Linked DNA regions of Mus musculus: all the other regions are linked to region 1. Evidence: chromatin contacts called from public promoter capture Hi-C data. All regions are on one chromosome and are shown on one strand. Each heading gives the region's core, a stretch centred on a gene start, on an enhancer-like site or on the middle of the called end of the contact. The rest is flanking DNA. Distances are from core to core; before and after follow the strand shown.

Region 1 (3,192 bases), core at 271-2,770:
AGTTTTAAGCTTTAGAAGAAAATCATGGACTTTTCTTTGCCAAAGAAAAAGTCAGAGATACCCAGACTGAGGTACAACTAGTTTTGAAGAAAAATGAAGCTTTTATTTGTGATAGTTGTCCTTATTGCTGCTTAAAATTGGTTACCTGCATTTAGAGCAGCCGTAGGCTTGTGACGATGCATGGCATAATAATGAAGATGCTTACTTTTCAGATGTGGATGGAGTATGGGAGACAAGAGAATCCCTTTCCTCATTAAGTTTTGTGTGAACTCTGTAGTTGAAGTGCCTGTCCTGACAGCATTTAGGTCTTAGAAGGGTCTCAGTATTTCATCAGTTCTCATAGATAGGAGGGGGTTAATTATCTCCACAACACTGGTGAGAAAACAGACTTGTTAAGTCAATTTCCTAAAATGACAGTTCATTACTGGGAGCTGGGGCCTGAATGTTTTTTGGGGGGTTCAAAGCTTGGCCTTACACAGCAGCATCCTAATAAAACACTGAAAATTTTTACCAGGGTTCCTGAAAAATAATTTGCAGCTGTACCACCAATTCTATTCCTCAAAGTACAGCCACAGCCCAGAAAACCTCTCGTGTGTTTGGCAATGAAGCCAAATGCTTTTGTTATTAGTGTTAAATTTAGGTCTTAACAGTAATTTTTTGAGGTCATTTACCAAAATGAGTTGGTTGTTGCCTTGAGCTCCACTGTCCAGCAGCACTGAAGGGGCTGTTAAGGCTCAACAGCTTTTTATTTAACCCTGAACAGTTAAGGGGTATACAGTGGGGATCACTGCCAATGGGTGAGGCAATTTTTAAAAATAATTCCTATGGGTGTTAACATTTTAGTCGTTTCACAGTATGGATAACTTTCATTTGATGCTGTTTTAATGGCTGGAGACTGCCTAAGTGGTAACTATTACCCATTTTTAGCCTTACATCAACTAAATGCTTAGTGCCTAGGGCAAGAAAGGACTTAGCTTTTAATAAGTTCAAGACAGTGGCCCCTGGAAACAAACCACTAAGGTGCACACAAATGTGTAGAGACAAGAACAGCTTAGAAACCCTGTGGGTATACATATTTATATTTACATTAGAGTGCAGTTGCCCTTTCTCTGGACCTCTCTTTAAATCACTATAAACAGCCATTTTCTCCGATTTGGGGGAAGTCCCAGTGCAGTCCGAGCCCTGTGCATCCCCTTAGTGTTGTGTGGGCAGCAGAAAGCCTTTGTCCCAGAGCTGCCGAGAGCCGAAGGAGGAACCACTGGGCCACAGGCAGCCTGTCCGCGTTCCAGGCCGCGCAAATTCACCAACATTTGTCCATCCAACAAGAACGGAGAACTCGAGCGAAGGCTCGTGCCCTGCACTAGTCTCGTCCCCCCAAAGGAGACAAGGACATGAAGTAAACACCACGCTAAATGCTACAGACCCGCACAGGAACCTCTGGAACATCGGGACCAGCCTCCCGGGGACCGACGGGTACTGGGAGGGTCGTTTCTGAGGTGACTTTCCGTTAAGCGTCGAGGGTTACACGCGAGGCGGCTGTCGGCTTCTTCCTCCGGGCAGCCAGAGCGGCGGGAAGGCGGCCGGGGGCGGAGCCGGAAGGCGGAAGCGGCCGATCGCATCGAGAGCTTGTGGAGCTGCGGCCCGTCCCTCACGGAGGACGCGCGCCGTTGCTCCGGCCCGGGGCCGTCTGCTGGCTTCCAGCCGGGCACCCAGCCCTTGCGGGTGCCGAGGTGGCTGGCGAAGGCACCCTTCCCGCTTCCTTCTGCTCATTCCCCAGTTGGCTCCTGGCTTCTCCCATGGCCTGTTCTGTGGCCGCCTAGGTCGGGCGTCTGTGGCTGCAGGCTGCGCTCCTCCCGGCGCAGGACGCTGGGCTGCCTCCGGGGCAGGGCTGGCCGCCGCGGTCTCCATGGTAACGGCCAGGCGGACGGCCGGGCCTCTGGGGGAAGATGCGGCCTGCCGGGCCCGCCGCCTCGCCCCCGGCCTCTCGGTCCGGCGGGGGTCACTGAGCAGCGGGGGCCCGGCCGGCAGCCTGCCTGGCAGCGGGCACCAGGTGAGCCGGCCGCGGGGAGGCAGAGGGCGCGGGAGGCCAGCTCGGGTACTTGCTGTCCCCGCATCCATTCTTGTGCTGGGTGGTGCAGAGGCTTCTCGGATGCTGTTTCGCCTATTTCCCCCTCCCCCCACCTCTTTCTGGCGAACACCCTGAGTAAGAGCAGCTAGCTAATGGAGAGACTGAGAGAAGCAGATTTTAAGCCATACCCCCAAACGGGACAATGACCTGAAACAACTGGACTTACCGAGATATTTCCTTCGTTTTCAGTGAGATCCCATTTCTCTGGCTGGAGACACAGATGGCCTCAAATGAGAGAGATGCTATATCATGGTATCAGAAGAAGGTAACAACAGTAGTTTTTGTTTGTAAACCATACTCCCTGCAAAAAACTCCCTTAAAGAATATTGTTAACTTTCCTTAAGTTTGGTAATATCACATGTTCTTATATAACATCTCAACATAATTATAAAAAATGATGTGCAAAGTCATTATAAACACAGTTTTAGGTTCTAGGAAGTGAGCTGTAAGTCACCTTTCTCAAGGCAGCATACACGAACTACTACAATGCTTTGCTTTTGCAAATTATCAGTCTTTTAATTTTTTTTTTTTTTTATAAAGACAAGAATGAAATCCTTATCTGCATGGCTCAGATTGTTACTATCGTCTGATTGAGCTGCTCCTTACCTTTTCTTCCTCTCTGATTCCCATTGATGCTTTCTTCAGGGAGTGGAATTTTAGGTGATCTTTAGTGTAAAATATTTGGAGGGTTGCTTTTTTCACTTTTTAGATTCAGCCTTTTTTTTTTTTTCTTTCTTTTTTTTTAAAACATCCCTGGGGAATATGAACTTAATATGTAAGAAACCCACTTTCCAGATACCATATTTAATAGATTCATGGCCTTGTGAGGTTTGACTTAGATACAAAGATTGCCTTTGCATCATTTAAATAGCCTGCTCCTTGTTTCAGATTGGAGCATATGATCAGCAGATATGGGAAAAGTCAATCGAACAGACTCAGATTAAGGTAAATTGATTTCTTTGATTCTAGCTTTGTTACTGCTTTAAAGAGAAGAGAGGATCACACTTGCATTTATCCACCAAGTATGCATTCTTTTACCCTCCGAGTCTTACAAGGAAGCCGGC
Region 2 (3,192 bases), core at 292-2,791, 230 kb before region 1:
GAATTCGGGAAGCTTTCCGGGCAGCCATGGCAAGGGTGAAGTCACGCAGCCTTGGGAAGACAAAAGCCGTGTCGTTCTGGGTGCCGTCTAACACGTAGATCTTCTCTGCTGGCCCCAGCGGATCCTTGGTCCATAGGCCAACTGAACCACCAAACCGCTTCAGGATCTTCATTGACCTCACCTGAGCGACTGTGTAGCTACAGTCTGGTGGGGAAGAGGAGAAAGCACAGGAGAAGGAAACAGAGGCCAAGAGTTAGATGTGTATAACAGGAACTTCCCCCAGAGTGGGCCACCTGGGGAACAGAGACACACTTTTCCGTGCATGTGTCCACTCACGGAGGGTTGAGAGATGGAGTACCGATAAAGGACAGGCCTCTAGAAACTCTCAATGAATGTGTCATTCTGAAAGATAGAGCTATGGTGGCTTGGGACAAGAAGAAAAGCAGGAAAGGGGAGTTCTGAAACTGTCTGGACCTCTGTGAGATCACTTACCCGTCACCATATCGTATTTCTCATTTCTTCGGCCCTTGCCTTTGGCTCCAGGACCTCCAGTCACCTTCTCATCCAGCTCTACACAGGGCAAAGCTGGGTTCTGTGTCTCCAGATAGTCTACCTCCCTTTCAAGACGGTCCACTCTTCCTGAGATGGAGTCTGCTTCAGTTCTGAGGGTCTCCCGCTCCTTCTCTGCCACCTCCAGGAGAGGCAACATCTTGTTTTTGAAGTCCCGAAGCTCGGCAGCATGCCGACTACTCTGATCCTGGCATTGGGCCAGCCGTTCCTGAAGGGATCGGGGAGTCAGGAAGGGTGGGTTGCAGGTTTATAGCTCCCAGACAAGCAGAGGCCCAGCCAGGGAGTCAGGGCCAGGAAAGGGACCAGCTCAGCCATGCTCCCACAGCAGAGGAGACTAGTCAGTGGTACCATCCCATCCGAGGAACCTGGCTTAATTTGCCTGAATAAGAGTCCTTCACCTTGCGTTCTCAGTGATCTGAGCCTCCAGGAAATTAGGATGCTACAGACTTCAAATTGTCCAAAAGGGAGTAGATGTGGGGTGCGGGGAAGAAACGGACAGGAAGTTGCAGGCAGATTGCCTGGGAAACTTGAACAGTATAGCAGCATAGATGCAGCCCGATTCTGACTCTCATTTCCCCTGCCCCCTTATTCCATCTAATCTGAGGGAGCCGTGTTGCGTTTATTTGCTGGGCAATTGTCTTATGTTGGGGAAATAAAAGTCTGTAGTTAAGAGGCTACTCGTCATTAAGGACTTCTTACACAACCCGATCTTGTCACTCCCAGAGCCCTGACAGCTAGTTGCACCTATAGATGTGGACTCATCCTGGGTGAGAAGAGAAACAAGTCCCTCACCTCTAAGGCAGCTAGTCGGCGTTCCATGTACTCCACAAGGTGGTGCTGCTGTCCCTGAAGGGGTCCCGTCCATGACAAAAAGAAGAGGAGCAGCAGAGGAGCACTGGGCCCCATGGCAGCCTTAAGTGGGGCCAGAGGAGTGTGTGCATTCGGCCTCTTTCCCTCCAGCCCGTTAGCTCTGGGGGCGGGGCGGGGGCGGGGCCTCCTCCTTCCCATCTCTGGTGTCTCTCACTACTCTGGAATGCTTTCAGTCTCTTTACAACCCCCACCCCCTCCTTCCCGCCTGGCCTGATCAAACACAGATGGCCCCTTTGCACAGTCGCCAGAAGCCTTAACTACCAGCAACTTAGACTTGTGAGCTCCTCCGGAAAGGGGAGAGATGGCAATCTGGAGGCAGAGGCCTTCTGAAAAATGAGCAAGTTGCAGGAAGCCGAGACCCCCGGAAAACTCAGCAAACTCCATTCGTTTTAGGAGAGGGCTTCCAGTGCTGACTCGGTAAGAACCCAGCACCCTTCATTAACCTATCCCTTCTCCAGAAATAACAGAATGGATTTTCTGCCTTGTTCAGTGAAGCCAGAAACACAGGAGATGAGGTTTGAGGGGATGGGGGTTGGGGCAAAGGGAAGTCAACTTTCTATAGCTCATTGGCGCCACCTTGTGCTGAGCATTCTGGGGCCATCTCCCATGGCAAAGAAATCAGGCGAGGACTTCACCGTGTGGAGAATCTCAACCTAAGCAAGCCAAATCACAGGGCTCCCTATGGAGTACCAAATCTCTGATTTAGCCCAAGGAAAGGAATAGAAACAAAACTGGAGGTTGTTGAGAAATGGGAGGTGGGGTTTTTTGTTTTTGTTTTAAGCTAGCTGACTTAAATATCCTTGACATGACTTTCCAGGTATTTCCCAAATAGGAGGGTGCAGCAAGGACATGCTAGTTTACATTCATGGATTTAGGGGAGAAACCTGAAAAAAAAAATATGTACAACATAGTCTAAAGGAAAACAAATATATTCTGACCTTCCTATCACTGGGAGAGAACAGACTATTGATCGCCTTTCTTGGTTATGGTTCAGTAGGGCATTTGTAAGTATCTCTCATTTCTTTAAAATTAAGTAAAAAAAAATTTGGTTTTTCAGTTACATATGCTTTTATGTGTCTGTATACAGGTATCTGCATGGGATACAGGTATCCGTGGGGACCAGACGAGGACGTCAGATCTTCCAGAGCTGAATTTTAGGAGATTGTGCGCTGCCTATTGTTCCTGAGCACTGAGCCCCTCTCCTCTGAAAGAACAGTACACTCAACTACTAAGCCTTCTCTCCAGCCCATGTTCCTCCTTTCTATCCAGCTAAAGCTACAGGGGAGCTAGGCAGGAACATACATCAGAAGAAGTCAAATATGCAGCATTTACAAAGGGGCCTGCAGTGATTAATCTAGACAAATTCCAGTTTCTTTTCAGGAGAAAATTTTGTTCACTTTGGAATCAAGAGAAATTGGATCAGAGGTTCTTCTTGTTTTTAAGAGTTCATTATGTGTCTGTGTGGGTATGCACCCTGCAGCTGGAGTTAGAAATCACTTGTGAGGGGTCTGACTGGGTGCTGGGAATGGAACCCAGACCCTCCATAAGAGCAGCAGGTGCATTACCGCAGAGCTGTCCCTAAAGAGGTGACAGCTCTAACAGGGCCTAAGGAGACAGACAAAAATATCTTTCCCTAAGTTTCATTTTCACTGTGCTGATTTGAATGTTTGGTGTCATGTGCTAGGAAATGATGTTAATTAGTTTATCTCAAAAGCCATCTGCCTTTTCAAGGGGTCAGAGTCAGGGAAATAC
Region 3 (3,192 bases), core at 337-2,836, 140 kb before region 1:
CTGGATGAATATCATTCTTAAAAAATTCCAAGCCCAGGGTCAGCTAAAGGACTGCCTAGGACATTGGTGAAGGCCAGACAGTAGAGTTCAACCTGATTTAGGTTTTAGTAAAATCATTTCTTGGAGGCACCTATAATAAAATACTGAAAGAACATACACAGACCCATTCACTGACTAATGCAGGGACAGGTTTGGAGCATTCCTGCCAAGGTTCCAGGAGCCTGAGTTTCCGTGAAACTCTTTGCCTCAGGACGGCGTCCAAGCCTTCAGGCGTCCAAGCCTTCAGGCCTGTCACGCAGACTTCACTCGAGTGGGTGTGGCATCCGTCTATCTGTCTGTCTATATTTGTTCTTTTGTTCATTCATTCATTCATTTAGAATGGGCAGAAAATAGAATATTGCTTCTGACTATGTTGCAGGATAGAAATCCCATTCTGAATAACTGACCTACTGTTGATGCTTGAATTTCTTACTGTTACAATTGAAGCTGTTTATTTTACTGGAAAAGAGAAATGTGGGTGTTAGGTTTGCTGGTAGGTTAGAATGATGTATCTGAGACCCAGACCACAAAGTCTCTCCAGCTAGAGGCTGCCTTATTAATGAAGCCAAGCCCAGATTTGAGAATAGGGCACCGCTGTGCTTGAAGGAATGGGAATCTGGGCAAAAGAGAAATATTTTCAAATCTTATTTTCTGTGTTTTTGAGACAGGGTTTCTCTGTGCAGCCCTGGCTGTTCTGGAACTCACTCTGTAGATCAGGCAGCCACTGCAGGCGAGTGTTCAAGCCTGAGTTCTCCTAAAAACAATAATGAAGTTTAATACTTCAGGACAAACTTCTTGTTAAAGAATGAATCACGGTTTCCTGATTACTAAGCTTTGAGCTAAACAAAGGATATTTACCATTTGCCACATACCAGACATTGTCAGATCATTTCAGATAGTGTTATCTTAATTTGTATAATTTCCCTTTGAAATATCTTGTTACTTTAATTACTCAAATGCCCAACCAGGGTTTTTCCTCCACTGTCCTGGCCTTTATCTTTGCCAGCCTTCCACGAGTCTTAGTCCTTTACTTATTTTATTTTATGTTAGTTTTGCCTAATAAATCCCTAGCCTCAGATGTCACTACTGTAAGGCAGCTTCCCCAGCCTATTGGCTTTTGTCCTCTCCTCATCCACCGTATCTCAAGGGCACAAGAAGCTCTGTGATTTGTCAGTAGCTGCCATTTCTGCTGAAATGTACACTTCACAAGGAGCCATGCCTGTGTCATTTTCTGTGTTGTCTATAGTGCCAAGTATAGTCTTCTACATACAAATGTTCAGTAAATAATTTGTCTAATTGTGCCAAAGGGATGCCCAAGTCAGAAGTTGACCTCTGGTATCTCACCTCCCTTGAAATTACATCAGTTACAGAACCTAGCAGGAAGTATTTCTTAAATTACTCAAGAGAACCTTCTTCAATTCATTACAATTGCTCAACTTACCTCTTCAGTTTATTTCAGCTATAGATAGTTTATCTGTAAGAGCTATCCATTACTCTTACATACTGGCAAGGGTGTGGTTCTGAGATAAGGAACTGCAAAGTCTTTGTCATCCCCTTTGAGCAGTTTCATTTGGAAAGTTAATGGGAACTATTTTAGGACATATCCAATTAGGAAGCAATAAGAGGTAGGCAGCCACAACTGGTTTGCCAGGTTCTCTAACTTCCTGCTAAGCTTTGTGGAGAATGTCTAAAATGAAAAACCCTCGGACTTTTGAGGAGCAAACAGAATGCATCGTGAATTCTCTACTCAAAGACTTCAGGACCCCACTATCCCACGCTGCTAACCGGAACCTATCGGGTGCAGATGAACCATGCTCAGGTAAGGCTCCTAATCTGAGGTGGTGATTACAGGTGGGTAATAGAACCAGAGTCTGCTTCCTCTAGTTCCTCTCAAGCTTTAAAAAGCGAGTCCTAAACTTTTAGCAACATTTGAAATAAAGGATCTTCTCAATAGAGAAGATTATATGACTGCTACTACTGAGAATAGACAATGACAAAACTGTTTAAAAGAATTGCAAAAGTAGCAGAGGCTAGCCTGGTCTACAGAGTGAGTAGACAGCAAGGGGTACCTAGAGAAACCCTCTCTCTCGGGGGTGGGGGGTGGGGTGGGGGGTGGGGGGGGACCAACTATAGAACATTTCTGTTTTGCTGGGATTCAGGAGACTTTCCGTTCCTTCAACATGGTGAACATGTTTTCCCTGTCTTAGGAGAGGATTACTCTTTTGATGTGGCTATCATTGTTGGCCGCCTTCGAATACTGGGTGATCAGTTCAATGGAGAGCTGGAAGCTTCTGCCAATAATATCATTGCGGTAACCATTGGAGGACAGGTCAGATTTTTGCTTTTTAATGTTGTTTGCTGTTCTATTCTATTTCAAGCTTTAATTTCCTCCCTCCTTCCTTCCTTCCTTCCTTCCCTGTTTCTGTATACTAAAAATAGAAATATTCTGTGAGGATTTGGAGGTATATGTTTGTTCAAGAAGCTATAGAGGGAAATGTGATTGCTAATTCTTCAGACATTAATAAAAACCCAGTACTATAGAAGGAACTCATCTTTATCAGAGCTGCCCTTTGTGTGCATAGATCATGTTCATAGTTAACTATTCTTTGAAAATAATCTTTTATGTATATTTGTTATTATTAATTATTACTATTACTGTATGATGTGGGGAGGGGGACACATGTGCCACTGCATGTCTGTGGAAGCCAGAGGACAATATTGTGGAATTCTCCCTTTCCACCTTTGTGTAGGTTTAAGAGATTGAACTCGGGTCACCAGGCTAGTGTGGCTAGTATCTTTATTCCATTATTCATATTTTTAGTGCTTAATTTTGTTGGGAGTGGGCTCTTCCCCTTATCCCAGGGTCTAGCAGTAAGATTCAGAAATATTGCATAGTTTAGAAATCTGATGCAATTAGAGTTAACCTCTTAAAGGAGCTTGCTGGCTTCTCATCAGAACTCTGATTACTGGCAATAGCACTTGGACTTTGTATTAGCCTGAAGATAATAAAACCATCTTCCAGCAGATGTTGCTGATTATATCAACAGCAGCAAGTACTTATTACTTGCCATTATTTCATTGTTTAATCATTATACTTGTGTGTAAATCATTATAGAAACTGCTACTCCTAGAATCTCTGAATCAGCATATGAG

What was found. Promoter capture Hi-C pulls out the DNA fragments that hold promoters and counts their contacts. Capture Hi-C pulls out chosen DNA fragments and counts their contacts.
Region 2: a promoter capture Hi-C map of liver shows a contact between it and region 1. The contact joins the promoter of Olfml3 here to the promoter of Phtf1 in region 1. A contact is called at or near these places in 7 of 39 promoter capture datasets (the 3T3-L1 cell line, 3T3-L1-derived adipocytes, the HPC-7 cell line and 3 more), 4 of 484 Hi-C or Micro-C datasets (the C2C12 cell line, CD4 T cells, peritoneal macrophages and 1 more), 4 of 115 datasets of contacts at active chromatin or transcription factors (the 230-238 cell line, embryonic stem cells, large pre-B cells and 1 more) and 2 of 9 other capture datasets (adipose tissue and liver).
Region 3: a contact with region 1 is called in a promoter capture Hi-C map of 3T3-L1-derived adipocytes, with 5 times the contacts expected there. The contact joins the promoter of Bcl2l15 here to the promoter of Phtf1 in region 1. A contact is called at or near these places in 15 of 39 promoter capture datasets (the 3T3-L1 cell line, 3T3-L1-derived adipocytes, the C10 cell line and 8 more), 1 of 15 datasets of contacts at CTCF or cohesin (the NIH/3T3 cell line), 9 of 484 Hi-C or Micro-C datasets (the 3T3-L1 cell line, the AML12 cell line, B cells and 4 more), 8 of 115 datasets of contacts at active chromatin or transcription factors (the 230-238 cell line, the SCID.adh cell line, bone marrow-derived macrophages and 3 more) and 4 of 9 other capture datasets (adipose tissue, liver, macrophages and 1 more).

Annotation. Positions count from the first base shown.
Region 1 is chr3:103,966,738-103,969,929 of GRCm38.p6, forward strand. It overlaps Phtf1 (putative homeodomain transcription factor 1), which reads left to right and starts at 1,521. Exons shown (of 19, transcript NM_013629.2): 1 at 1,521-2,050; 2 at 2,318-2,393; 3 at 3,017-3,073. The coding sequence starts at 2,349. It overlaps Phtf1os (putative homeodomain transcription factor 1, opposite strand), which reads right to left and starts at 1,579. Exons shown (of 1, transcript NR_030676.1): 1 at 1-1,579.
Region 2 is chr3:103,736,460-103,739,651 of GRCm38.p6, forward strand. It overlaps Olfml3 (olfactomedin-like 3), which reads right to left and starts at 1,542. Exons shown (of 3, transcript NM_133859.2): 1 at 1,363-1,542; 2 at 493-778; 3 at 1-204. The coding sequence starts at 1,476.
Region 3 is chr3:103,831,110-103,834,301 of GRCm38.p6, forward strand. It overlaps Bcl2l15 (BCLl2-like 15), which reads left to right and starts at 1,587. Exons shown (of 4, transcript NM_001142959.1): 1 at 1,587-1,858; 2 at 2,247-2,368. The coding sequence starts at 1,723.